Regions from separate parts of the Sus scrofa genome. Here region 1 is linked to region 2. The links are chromatin contacts, called in public HiChIP or PLAC-seq maps. All regions are on one chromosome and are shown on one strand. The core of a region is the stretch at or near the end of the contact, and the rest is flanking DNA. Distances in the headings are between cores, read along the strand shown.

Region 1 (6,615 bases), core at 1,740-4,239, 260 kb after region 2:
TAAACAGATCTATTTTTTTCCCTTCACTCTTACTAGTTTATCTTGTCGCTACACAGTGTCTATGGTGTAAACTAGAAATTTTCACTCTCTTCTAAAGCAGTGGACTTCTTTCTTCAATGAAAGCTTAAATAAAATAGCTTAGGCTGATCTGGCTAGAATAGTGGGAGATAAAATTAGAGAGGTAGCCAGGAACATACTTTTTGAGTGTTAGAATGTTAAAGCATGACCATGAAAGCCATGGGGAGCAAGTGAAGGGTTTCAAGGGAAAAAAGACACATCCAACTTGTGCATTTTGAATGATTCCTCTGGCAGATGTCAGGAGGGTGACTTAAAAGAGGGTTCAGATGGAATCAGAAAGACTAGGAAGGGGACTATGAGGAATGTAAGGGATATGAAGAATCAGAATCATCAGACTCACTGTCTGTATATGAAGGCAGTGAAAGGAGGTGTACAGTATGTCTCCCAGGTTTCAAGCTTAGGCAATTATTGATGCAGTGTTCAGGGGTTACCCATTATGGAAAAGGGATAGATGGGAGGAATAGGTTTAGGAAGAAAGAAATTGAGTTCAGTTTTCAACGTGCTGAATTTGAGGAAGATATCCAGGAACCAACCAACCATTTGGGTAAATGGATGTGGAAATCAGAGGAATCTGGCTGAGAGAACTCCCTCATATCCAGATCTATATTACTACTCAAAGTTCACATTAAGTAGTCTTTTTTCAACAAATTTGTCTATAAAGTCTTGCTTTCTTCTAATAAATTTTGCAAAATATAGGTTGTCTGCCACACAGTTACTTTAGTAATTATTTTTCTACTTCTCTTTCCGAAGTGCTCTTTGTCTAGCCTGAGTTTTGGGCCTTATTCAGAATTCTCTGTATTGACCACATGCTTAAGCACTAGAGACATAGAGAAGCTTCTGTTTTGTGTCCTTTGCCAGAAAGGGTAATTTTCATTTAGAATCTGAGCTCAAAATAAGATTTAAAGGCTCTAGCTATGAAGATATAGTAATTAATAGAAAATCATGGGTAAAATCTGCAGAAGGTAAAATAAACTGGGTTGATGTATGTGGTAAGAAAAGAGATGCTGTGTACAATAAAGTTGGGATATATTATGCTTTGTTTAGAAGATTAAGTTGGGCTGTGCATTGTTTTCTGTTACATTTTAACATGGTAGTTTTCAAATCTGGGTTGAAAGTCTGAGGGGCCACCAGGAGGAAGGGCTGCTAAGTAGTTGGGACTTTAGCCCAACTATTTCAGCCAGAACAACCTAATCTGTTTTACATAAGCTTTCACTGAAGGAAGAATTCTATGGCTTTTTTTTTTTTTTTAAAGGGTGAAAACCACTACTTTATGCAACAGAAGCTGTAAGACGTGAGAAAAAAGCTGTTTAACAACAGATGGACATCAAGGTAGCATTAGGATAACTGCAGAAAGCTTCGGGCAACGTGGAGATGTACAGTAGCCAAACCTCTCAGCACTTCTAAGCTAATTGCTTACCAAGAAGAGAAATCCTGTGGTGGACTGGCTGTTCGTGTACCATGGTGCCTTACTTGGTTGGAAGGAGGGGCTTAAAATGCTTTCTGCTCAAGATAAAAATACCCTGTCCAACCAAAAAATTGAAGGGAGGGAATGTTATAGACATGACAATGGGCTAAAGTCCTCCAGGCCCTCTCTTGGGACCCAAATGAGTGCACATGTGCAGACTTAGGGAGATAATCATGAAGGGATTATGCAAGCCATGTGACAAGAGGAAGTTGACAGCTGTGATGTCAGAAGCAATGAAATGCATGAAGTTACTTAAATGGGCCAGTTTCTCTATCAATATTTTTTTCTCCATCTCAAACAATCTCCTTCCTTCTTCAATTAGCTAACCTCTACCCGTTCTTCTGTAACTCCGTTCAAACATTCTTGGGAACACAAAGCCTGATAAAATTTTAAACAGATGGCCCTTCTCTGTGCTTCTAACAGGACGCAATTCCAGTCGATTTAAATATTGATTTACTTTTGTTCCCCTGTCTTTCTTAAAGGCAATGCATGACATCGAAATCTGCATTTCCAAAGTTTAGCACAATGAGAACCCATTAAATAGCTGTTGAATTAATAAATCCACAAGGCTTATATGAAGATCCCTTCAAAGTAACTTGGGTGGAATTCTTTACAGGTACCGTCCACTTAGAGGAGTATTTTAACAGGTAAATAAAACATGCCCATGATTAAGGAAGTCAGGAGAGAGGAAAGCTGTAATATTTTGAGTCTGTGTGTGTGAAGAAAGTGAGGCAAGAGGGGACAAAATGCCTCTCGAGTAAGACATTAAGTGACTTGATTTAGGAGTCTCAAATAAGGTGACCAATGTTAAGTTCCAACCAATGTACTGGAATTATATGTGTTGGGGGCAGGGTTGAAACGACACAAACTTATTCAAATTTTCTGGATAGTGAAACAATGACCTTTATGTTGACAGGAGTAACTAGTGTTTTGAACAAAAGTTGCTCCCAGACGAAATGTCTAAGAACCCCAAAGAAAATAATCACAACACAACAGCGAGTGGGTAAGCTTTCCTGCCCGCTTTCAGAACTGCCTTCTGTCCCTCTCCTGCTCTACTGCTTTTTGGTAAATCAAAGTGACCCTTGACCAAATCAGACAAAATATCTTAAAACACGTAAAAACAAAACCCAAACCCCCTGCCTTGAAATGCAATGATGAGTCTCGGGCTGTGGACTGCGGAGAACCTGAGTCCCCAGTGTCTCCGCGGGAGTTCCGATGGCGCCGAGGCCGGCAGGGGCGAGAAGCCCCCAGCCCCGGCGAGTTTCAGGAGCAGAGCCGAGAAGGCCTCCTGCCGCTACTCGGGCAGAACAGCTTCGCCACGGCCGGGCCGAAGAGACAAGGACAAGCGGGCGCGAAGCCAGAGTGGGAAGCCCGGGCGCGGGGAGCCCCTCGCCCAACCTGACCAACAACCCGGAAGCAGATGCGGGTCCCACTGCGTGTCGGGGTTGCGGTTCCGGGTCGGGCCGCGCAGCAACCCGCGCTCCGCTTGCAGCCGCAGCGCCCCGCCCCCGCGCTCCGGACCTGGGCAGGTGGTGACCGCCAGGCCGTTCCCGGGGCCACATGGCTGAGGGGGACGCAGGGAGCGACCAGAGGCAGGTGAGGCCCCGGCGGGCGCCGACCTCCAGGCTCATCTCGGCCTTGCCTCGCAGTCCCGAGCCTCCTTCGCCAAGGGGCCCCTGCCCGGGGCCGCCCCGGGTCTCGCCCGCACCGCCAGGGCTGGCGGCCGCGCGGTTCGTTCTGCCGCGTCCCATTTCTGGCGCTTGCTGTCAGCCGATCGCGCTCTGGCCGGCTGCTGCCAGGCGTCGGCAGGCTTGGCCTGCCTGGGATGGTGTTATCGTCAACCATCAGCACGCGACTGAGCAGCTCTGGGCCCAGGAAGCAGAAACCCGAGTTTCTGCTCCCCGCCCTGTCCTCGCCGGGTCACCTTGGGCAGGCCACCTAACCCCGTTTCTGATTTTGCAAAACGGGCAATAATAACACAAACCCTGAGGTCTCCTGAGGACCCCCTGAATCTACTTGTGGCTTTGAGCTTTCCCCAGCGCATGGCTGAAGTGAGAGCTCTTAAAGCTTTTACTACGGGGCTATGAGGATAAAATGAGATGATATGGAGTTGAGTGTATACTTTGCTTCCCATTTTTACGTTTAGATACGTTTATTTTAATTAATTATTTTTATTGATTTATTTAGGGCGGCACTCGCGCACCTGGGGCATATGGAGATTTCCCCGGCTATGGGTCCAAAGGGAACTGTAGATGCTGGCCTACACCACAGCCACAACAAGGCCAGATTGGAGCGGAGTCTGCTTCCACACCACAGCTCAGGACAAGGCCAGCACCTTAACCGACTGAAGGAGGCCAGGGATTGAACCTGCGTCCTGATGGATGCTAGTCAGATTCATTACCCCTGAGCTGTGCTGGGAACTCTTTTTTTTTTTTAAACCCGAAACCAAAAGAGTAATTTCTGAAATGTTTGGGGGGATTTGATTACCAAAAAACCAAAACAACACCCAGCCAAGTGCCCAAATTCAAAACAAAAACAAAGAAGTAGTTCCAGGAGTATAGAACTAATGTAATATGCAGAAATACTACTGGGGAATGGGGAGGTGGCGGTTTCTTCTTAAAAAGAGAAGGTGGAGCAGAGAGGATAGTGTTTATCTTTTCACTTGTGAATCTCATTACCGGGTATGGGAGTGCATGTATATTTTGGCTCAGTAGTGGTCAGAAGCACAGTGATACAGTGCAAGGCTGGTACCCAGAGAGTAGAAGGTGGCTACCAGGTGCTAAGAATGTTTGACATCTTTCAGTCAGGGATCCTTCATCCAAACTAGTGATATTAAATGCAAATGCCTTAAAAAGCAGTAAGAAAAACAGATAAGGTATGTGTGCATTCTTTGACTTTTTCCCCATTGACCTCTTACAGAATGAGGAAATTGAAGCAATGGCAGCTATATATGGCGAAGAATGGTGTGTCATTGATGACTGTGCCAAAATATTTTGTATTAGAATTAGCGACGATATAGATGACCCCAAGTGGACACTTTGCTTGCAGGTATATTCCTCTACAACCATTTTCCAGTTACAGTATTGACTCTACTGTTGTATTCCTCTAATGATTATTCTTGTGTGACTTAATTCTGGATTGTGTTTTTTTGTTGTGGCTTTTGTTGATGACTGGTGATCCAAACATATGGGTAATTAAATCTCAGATCATTCTTAAGTAATACTTTATTGATAGCCTCAATCTTTCCTATCACAATTCTTTTATATATTTAAGCATTCTTAATGTACCATTGTCAGACTTGAGTTTCTCTTCCTTTCATTATGCTGTTCATTTAATAAGAAACCGAGGAAGATGGCTAACATTTAAGAGGAAGAATAGGTTAGTTATTTAGAAGGTTCATAGAGTAGATATGAATTGTTTTTTTGTTAATTGGTATTCCTTTGTGGTGAGGGTAAATAAGTGAAAAAAATCAGCTGTGGCTTTGTTTTAATCCTTATTATTTGATGACAGCCTATTGGAAGTAAAAGATTCCAAATTGAGTTTTTGTCAATATTTGTTTTTATTGATACTGATTTGAAAAGAAACGTGTGTGGTTCTCTATTAAGTGTTAGCTGTTTAATGTATTTAATGTGTTTAGCAGGATTTAAAAAAATTTTTTTTCTTGGCACACATTGTAAATCAACTACACTTTAATACAGCTTGTTTTTTCTAAGAAAAATATTTGGAACATGTTATAATGCCACTCTATTCATATGGGGTTAGAGTATAATGCCCATATTTTAGTTTTTTTTTCCTTTTATCTTTGTCTTCCCCACCCTTATTTTCTGATTTTCATTGCTTTTTTGCGTTCTCTGCAAATAATGATCGCCTTAAAAAAATGGCATCATCTTAACATATGCCAGGTAGAAGCATATGCCAGGTAGAAGCATTAATATGAGGAGGGAATTCTCTTTTGAGATTCAACACAGTGTTGGTTTTGTTTTTTAGTTTGGCAGGTTTGAGCTCTGTCCAGTGACTAACTTTATAAATGTAGTTATTTTTGAGCCATGATGAAGTATAAGCAGATTTGTTTTTAAATTGCTTTGTAGGTGATGCTACCGAATGAATACCCAGGTACAGCTCCACCTATTTATCAACTGAAGTAAGCTATATTTATATATTTATATTTTTTATAAAAATGTCACACTCTTCAGATTGTTTCTCTATGATGTACATTGTGTTTTTGTAGCATACCTTTCTTATCAAAATGTATACAGAAATTAAAAACACCTTTTGGACTTGGTATAGAGCATTGAAATAAAAACAACTAAATGGTATAAGAACACATGGACATGTGCTTAGTATAAAAGAGGATCACAGGGTTGAAGGGTGGAAGTAGCTACAGAATTGTCTTTAGAGTTGGGGAAGGAAATGCTCCTCTCTAGATAACCTAGTAATCTAGAAACCCTGGCCTGTGGAGTTTCTCCTAACATGATTCTGCGAACCTTGCCACTTCCTTTATGTGCCTCTGCCTGAGACTGCCTTCCAGGAATCACCCATGGTGCCTGTGGCGCTGGGCCTGCCCTGGTTGTTGGGGAGCCATCTTGTCAGCAGCCCAAAGCTTCATCTTAATGCATCACGTCCTGTGGATTACAAGTAACCTTTGATCTACCTTGCCCACTGGACCTACTAAGATGTATAAACCTGTGTGGATAGAATTGCATTAAATCTCAATTACTAAAATTTTTACCTACCAGTGGGATTATTTATTCAGTATTTTAAAAACCATAGCAAAAATTTTTGTTACTAATAATAGTTCTGGAGTTCCCGTCATGGTGCAGTGGTTAATGAATCTGATTAGGAACCATGAGGTTGTGGGTTTCATCCCTGGCCTTGCTCAGTGGGTTAAGGATCCGGCATTGCTGTGAGCTGTGGTGTAGGTTGCAGGCACGGCTGGGATCCCATGTTGCTGTGACTGTGGTGTAGGCCAGTGGCTGCAGCTCCGATTAGACCCCTAGCCTGGGAACCTCCGTATGCCATGGGAGCGTCCCTAGAAAAGGCAAAAAGACAAAAAAAAAAAAAAAAAAAAAAAA
Region 2 (6,115 bases), core at 2,963-5,462:
AGGTTAGATTTTTTAAAAATTTTACATTGCACTAAAGAATATTATCTTGGAGTGTCATTTATTTACATATCCTATTAGCTGAAATATCTCCTGTGATGTCAATACTTTAATATTTCTTTTCAAAACAAAACATGGGAGGAGCAGCTAGATTGTTGGCAGCTTTAATTTATCTGGTCTTGAGGGAATAATTCTTGAAAAGAAACAATTGTTCCTCACTGACCTTGGCTAAACTGTCTCCATGTTTTCTTACTTCTAAAGTGCTTATTAACATTGACTTTCTAATGTGACTCCTGAATAGATTTTAGATACTACCCAAAGAGAAAAGATTGCTATCTTGGCTTCATGAACGAGGAGATCCAGATCCAAGTGGATACCTTCTGAAGAGAAAAATTGGTATCTAAAAATTTTAGACACTGATTTCATCAAAGCTGAAGGGAAGAATGTTATGAACCTGTAAGATATGGTTCTTGCCATATTTTGTGGTCTTCTTGGCAATAGTATGTGTGGCAAACTTCTCAGTTATAATTGTGCATTCAGAATCATGACATTCTTGCTCCAGGGTTCATACTTAAATAGTTCAAAAAACATTTAAATTGAAAATTCATTACTCAGTATTCAAAGATTACAGAAGGCCCTGCACTTTAGAATTTTTTAAAAAAAATGTTTCTGCATTAACTGCTTTAAATAATTTTATTTCTCCAGAAAGATCTCAGGATTTCAGATAGGTTTCTGTTCAGTTCACTGAACACACACCTTTACAACACCTTCCATAGGTCTTCGAGTCAAAGAATAGCTCTGTGTATTCGCTGTCAGGTTTGACATAAGATAGCCTCTGTGGTTTATCTGTGCTCACCTGGTGGGCAGAACACGGATAAGGCATAGATAGTGACGCTGAAGACTCTCAAATAACAAAACCATGGTGTGAGTACACTGTACCATTAGATTAACAGAAATCTGAGTACATTTTTGAGTTGAGTAATTTGTAACAGTTCTGACCTGCGTGCTGTGACTTAGCCAACCTGTGAGCTACTGTGATCTGCCTGGAAATTTAGCTTGGTGTAAATTGCTCTTTACCCTAGCTGATGAAGAAAATAATCATATAAGCAGAACTATTGCATCTTTGTGTGCTTTTTTTTTATGTTGGCATCATTCACTCCTTCCCCTTTTCCTATTTTGGAGGCTGTTTAGTGGATCTTCTAATTTATACATGTCAGATATATTTTTCTATTAGATTTTGCTTATGATGAGATAAATCTCCAATGTATATTTTATGTCCTCAGAACACATAATTTGACACACTTTTAAGGCATGGTCTAGTAATAATGTAATATGTGCCTTTGTGGTATTTAAGATTTTACTTTTATCGAGTTAGGTATCTTTTGGATTTTAGCACATGATAGCTAGGTATTTGAAGAATTATTACTTTCAAATGTCCTAGAAAATTAGAATCTTTATTGTCTCGTATGAAGTCAATTAGAATTTGTACTTTTATATTTCTGCCAACTAAAATTGAAGGGCCACACATACATGATGGTTAAAGTACATATTTAAAATACACACATGTGTGTATACATCTATTCCTTTGCTGTGTATACTTTCCTAGTTGGTTGCTGCTTTAAGCAAATTGTGGTGGCAAGTATTCAAATATGGCTCCTTACCCATGAAGGTGTATGTTTGCACAGTCGTGATGTACTGTTTGGTTTTCCTTCCTTCCTTCTTCCCCTTCTGTTTCTCTTTCTTTCTACCTCTCTTTTTCTTTCTTTCTTTCTTTTTTTTTTTTTTTTTTTTTTTTTTTGGATGCTGTTGGTATATTTTGTAGAAAAAAAACTTTTGAGCTTCAGATCATCCCAAGAAGATACATAGTAGAGGGAGAGGACTTGAAGGTAGGAAGAGGAAACACAGAGAAAAGGACCGCGTTTGGGGCTGTGGGGTGGGGGAGCAAGAGGAGGGAAAGTTGGTCCAGAGAAGATGCGCCCCTTCAGTGGAAGTGAGCAAAAATCACCCAATTAGCTGTCTTATGAAAACTAGCAAGGGGCTGAGCTCTAGCTCCTAGATGACCAGGGTATTTAATAGAAACCACACTTGTATTTTAGATAAACGCTGAATTTCTCATTTCCCCTCCCATAGGCTAGTGGGTCTTAAATTTTCGTTGTACACATTAGCCCTACTCTGAGATTCTGTTTGAATGGGTTCTAGGTAGGGCATAGGAAGACATTTTTAGCAGGCTCCCAGGATAATTCTGAGGCAGGTAGTCTGCATTAGAAAGGCTTTGCCCTTAGGTTATCATCTTTGGGTAAGTATTTAGTAAATCTGAGAGAAGAGCCAAACATACAGTAAAGGTATGCTTGGTTGTAGAGTGCAAATTATGGGGCCACTGAATAAAATGCTTCTAACCCACTGGTTTTCTACAGTAGGAGATTCCTGAGCTGAGTTTTAAAGGAGGAGAAGGATGTCTCAGGCTTTGGACCTGGTGAGCAAAGGCACAGAGGTGACTAACAGCATATATGTTCAGATCTGGTCTCAATAGAGTCAATGGAAACCAAGTGGTAAAATGAGACTAAGTTACACAGAGGTTACACCAAGAATGTTGCATTTCCGTAGATTTAAGGATTTGCAGGGTGAGGGCAAGGAGTAATGTACAAAGTAGATTGACATTTTAGATAGATGCCCAGTGACTGAAAGAGATGGAACACAAGGACCGGAAGATTGTAAAAACCACTTCAAATCATGAGTTGTAGAAATCAAAGCAGCAAATAATGGTTTGAAAAATTTTGTTGTTAAAATGTTTTCAGTATAACAATTTGCATTTCATAGGGACTTGGACAAAACAGTCATTGCAGAAATGTGGAAGGAGTATAAGTTTGCCTTCTAAGTTACAGATAATTCAGCACAGTACCAAACATAATTTGGTGTTCAAGACCCAAGAAGGTTGGTTAGGCGACACAAGCGTACCCGTCTCTCATTCCAAAAGTCACCATCAGTGGGGCCTCTAAGGTTTGTACTTGGGCTTCTTAATATCTGTTTCTCTACACTTTAAGTATAAACCAAACCACCAAAAATCATGACAACCTCATTTCTCTTTTATTTACACTAGCAAAGTGGGGCTGGGAGAAATAAGGACCCCCAAAAATGTACCATCTGCAGCTCTATCACAAAGTCTAAAAGAGCATTTCTACTTTTCAAAGGTAATCTTTATGGGAAAGCGGGCTTGATAAAAAGCACTCAATAATGACGAATTACTATTCTCAGAAGGTGCTGTGTGCCACATACAGATGTAGGCTGGGGCCTTAGCACTGCCACTTACTGCCAAGTGTGCTGGAAGTCTTAATTTTTTCTACAGGAAGAAAAAAACGGCTTTGTCAGTTTTTAGCGGTTGACTTAGACTGATTTTTGTTGCTTTTTAAACATGAGAAAATGGGTTACAATGAAGGCTGCTTGGAATCTCATAATTGTGACTGTGATGTTATTTAATGCCCAACGCAAATAAGAACCTGGATGGGCATAAAAGCAGAGAGGGGATATATTTTAAATGAGTTGGCATTCCTCTATTTTGGCAAAACGGAACTGAAGTTACATCGTCCTCTTGTAACCTGCTGCTGACAGTCTGGTTTAGGGAGGTACTTGTGCCTGGTGTATTGCAAGATTCGGAATTATGGAGAGAAACCTCAGGATCAATGCCAAGTTCTCTTTTGATAGACGAGTTTCTCAAGAGGAAAAGCGCTGTGTTGTATAATATCTTTGTGTCAGTTTTATGTACATCGTGGCAGAAATACTCCTCTAGGGTGACTGGAGAACAACAGATTATTGGAAGAAGAGTAGTGTGAAAAGGAGAGGTGGCAGCAAGATAGAATTACTGTAAACCTATTTCCTTCCAAGCCAGCTCTTACTTTAGATTGAGAGATCCAAAGCAGAGGCGCCGTCTCCTTGACCAACCCTGACTCCTGGCCGTTTGTAAATGCCAGTTTACCACGTCATTTTGTATTCTATTGGAAAAGGGGAAGAACGCCTCCCGGTTCCTCGGAGTTCCGGCCTTTGTCCTTTTCGGCTCACCATTGGCTGAGACCGTTGAGCCCACCCCCACCCCCACCCCTTCCGCTGCTGTCCGGGCCTTCAAGCACGAGGGCGGGACTTTGTGACGTAGGCCTGACGTCTCCAGGGGTATATAAGACCCTGCGGGAGCGCGGACTCCTACAGGAGCCGCCGGCAAGGGGGCTGCGAGGAAGCTCATTAGAGCGTAGCCGGAAAGGAGAAGGTGCGGCGAGTCTGGCTCAAAGGCACCTGCCTTTCTCCCCGCTTCCCAGCGGCAGTTAGGAGTTCGCGGTGTCTCTCGCGGTGGGGTTTGCGGGCGGTTCCTCAAGTGTCGGGACAGCGTAGGGCTCCGGAGTGGAAGGCCTGCGGGCTGAGGAGGGCCCACACCAGCCAGTGAGGCACCAGCAGGCCAGTACCCGTGTGGTGGACTCGGGGTCCGGGCCGGCAGGTCAGCCACCGCCACCGCTGAACTAGGCGACGTGGAATCCGGACGCCCGCTGTCCCACGTCTTACCGCCCTCTCCATTAAGCCACCCAAACGGCAAAACCATCACAGACCCCAGCCTAGGTCTTTAGGGAGTCAGTAGTGGGTACCATTTTCATTTTCTGTGATTCCGAAGCTACCACTCTTGCATCCTCAGCCAAAGGCACCGTTTTCCTGCTCAGGCGTTCCCCCTATGTTATGGGTTAGCGGAAGTTCTCATTTTGATGTGGAGGGTGGAGATTGTAAAATTTGTTTTTGACAAACATTGCTTAAAGGTGAAGTTTGAGGAGAATAAGTAAGGTGTAAGCGTCTGTATTTGTGCCTTTACCCTTTGATTACTTACAATTGGTGTTAGAGTATTTCTCATCTTCTTCAGGACAGTTCTTTGTACGGGACTGCTTTGTAGGATGCTCAGCATCCCTGATCCTAGGGCGCTTAACAGCCCCGAACATTCACAACATCTGGGAAGGGGTGGGAGTGCAGCATATTTAGGATCATTGAGTGGGTGCTCTCCCCAAGATTGGCAGCACCAACTGCTGACTGACTACAGAGAGTGTGTTTTGTTAGCTCCATCATGGTTACTGGTAAGCCACTTTCAAAACATGACCTATCAACTCACACTGGGTGCAAGGATGTAATTTAAAAATATATATGTGTGTGTGTATAAATGTAAATGAAATGTATGTGCATCATCCATTTAATTACCACCTATGTCCCTTAACGTTTAGCATATGGTCCTGCCAGAGCTGCACTACAGGTTTTTTAAAGATGGTTTAATTCAGTAAAGCTCCCATTAAATGATACTCTGATAGTAAGTTTTCATTAGATTGAATAAGATACCCTTAATTATATTCTCAAAGGTTTTGCTTTGGCTAATATTGATCATTTTTTCCCCCTGATCTTTGGGAAGATGAAATATGCTTTTAAATATTCAACATTTTGCTGTGACACATTAGTTACTCTTTCTTAGAGGTTTGTCCCTTGTATAATTGCTGTAACTAAACTGTGCCATTTAGCCCCATGAAACTCATTACTCTCTTTACTACAGAGATATTGTTGAGGACGTGGTTCATTATACCACACTATTCTCCTCTTTATGAAGACCCAGAGGAGAAATTTCTCCTGGGTCTTAGTACCCAGAATATCTGTGATTCTCCCAAGCAACTGATTTGTTTTTTATCTCAAGAAACCTGAATTGGAGCTCTCTTGTGCATCTGGATAAGGATCTGGCATTGTCACTGCAGCAGCTTGGGTTGCTGCTATGGCAGGGGTTCGATCTCCCTGGCCTGGAAACTTCCACATGCCATGAGTGCAGCCACAAAAAAAAAAAAAAAAAAAGAAAGAAAGAAAGAAAGAAACCTGAATCATTTAACCAACTGTTTTCTATTTGATGGCCACTTGGTAACTCAGGAAGCTGATCTGACACTCAATCTCTAGTGTAAGACCTACGGCTCGTATTTGGGATACTAACCTTACCTCTGGTTTCATCCTATTTTTCCTACAATAATTTTCCTCTCAACTACTGAACAGATAGCCTTAATATTTAATTTTGTTCTTATGTGTATTTATAAACCACCTTAAATAATTTTTTAGAATGAAAAAG

Evidence for each region. HiChIP or PLAC-seq counts read pairs in DNA pulled down with a chosen protein or histone mark.
Region 1: an H3K27ac HiChIP or PLAC-seq map of alveolar macrophages shows a contact between it and region 2. The contact joins the promoter of IMPACT here to the promoter of CABYR in region 2. A contact is called at or near these places in 1 of 5 promoter capture datasets (fetal liver), 2 of 47 Hi-C or Micro-C datasets (heart right ventricle and mesenteric adipose tissue) and 1 of 2 datasets of contacts at active chromatin or transcription factors (alveolar macrophages).

What each region holds. Positions count from the first base shown.
Region 1 is chr6:109,232,601-109,239,215 of Sscrofa11.1, forward strand. IMPACT (protein IMPACT) reads left to right here and starts at 2,990. Exons shown (of 11, transcript XM_005665327.3): 1 at 2,990-3,139; 2 at 4,463-4,591; 3 at 5,632-5,684. The coding sequence starts at 3,104. All of the region lies in intron 1 of OSBPL1A (oxysterol-binding protein-related protein 1), which reads right to left.
Region 2 is chr6:108,967,128-108,973,242 of Sscrofa11.1, forward strand. CABYR (calcium binding tyrosine phosphorylation regulated) reads left to right here and starts at 4,213. Exons shown (of 6, transcript NM_001348767.1): 1 at 4,213-4,252. It overlaps TTC39C (tetratricopeptide repeat protein 39C), which reads left to right. Exons shown (of 14, transcript XM_021096193.1): 14 at 1-1,109.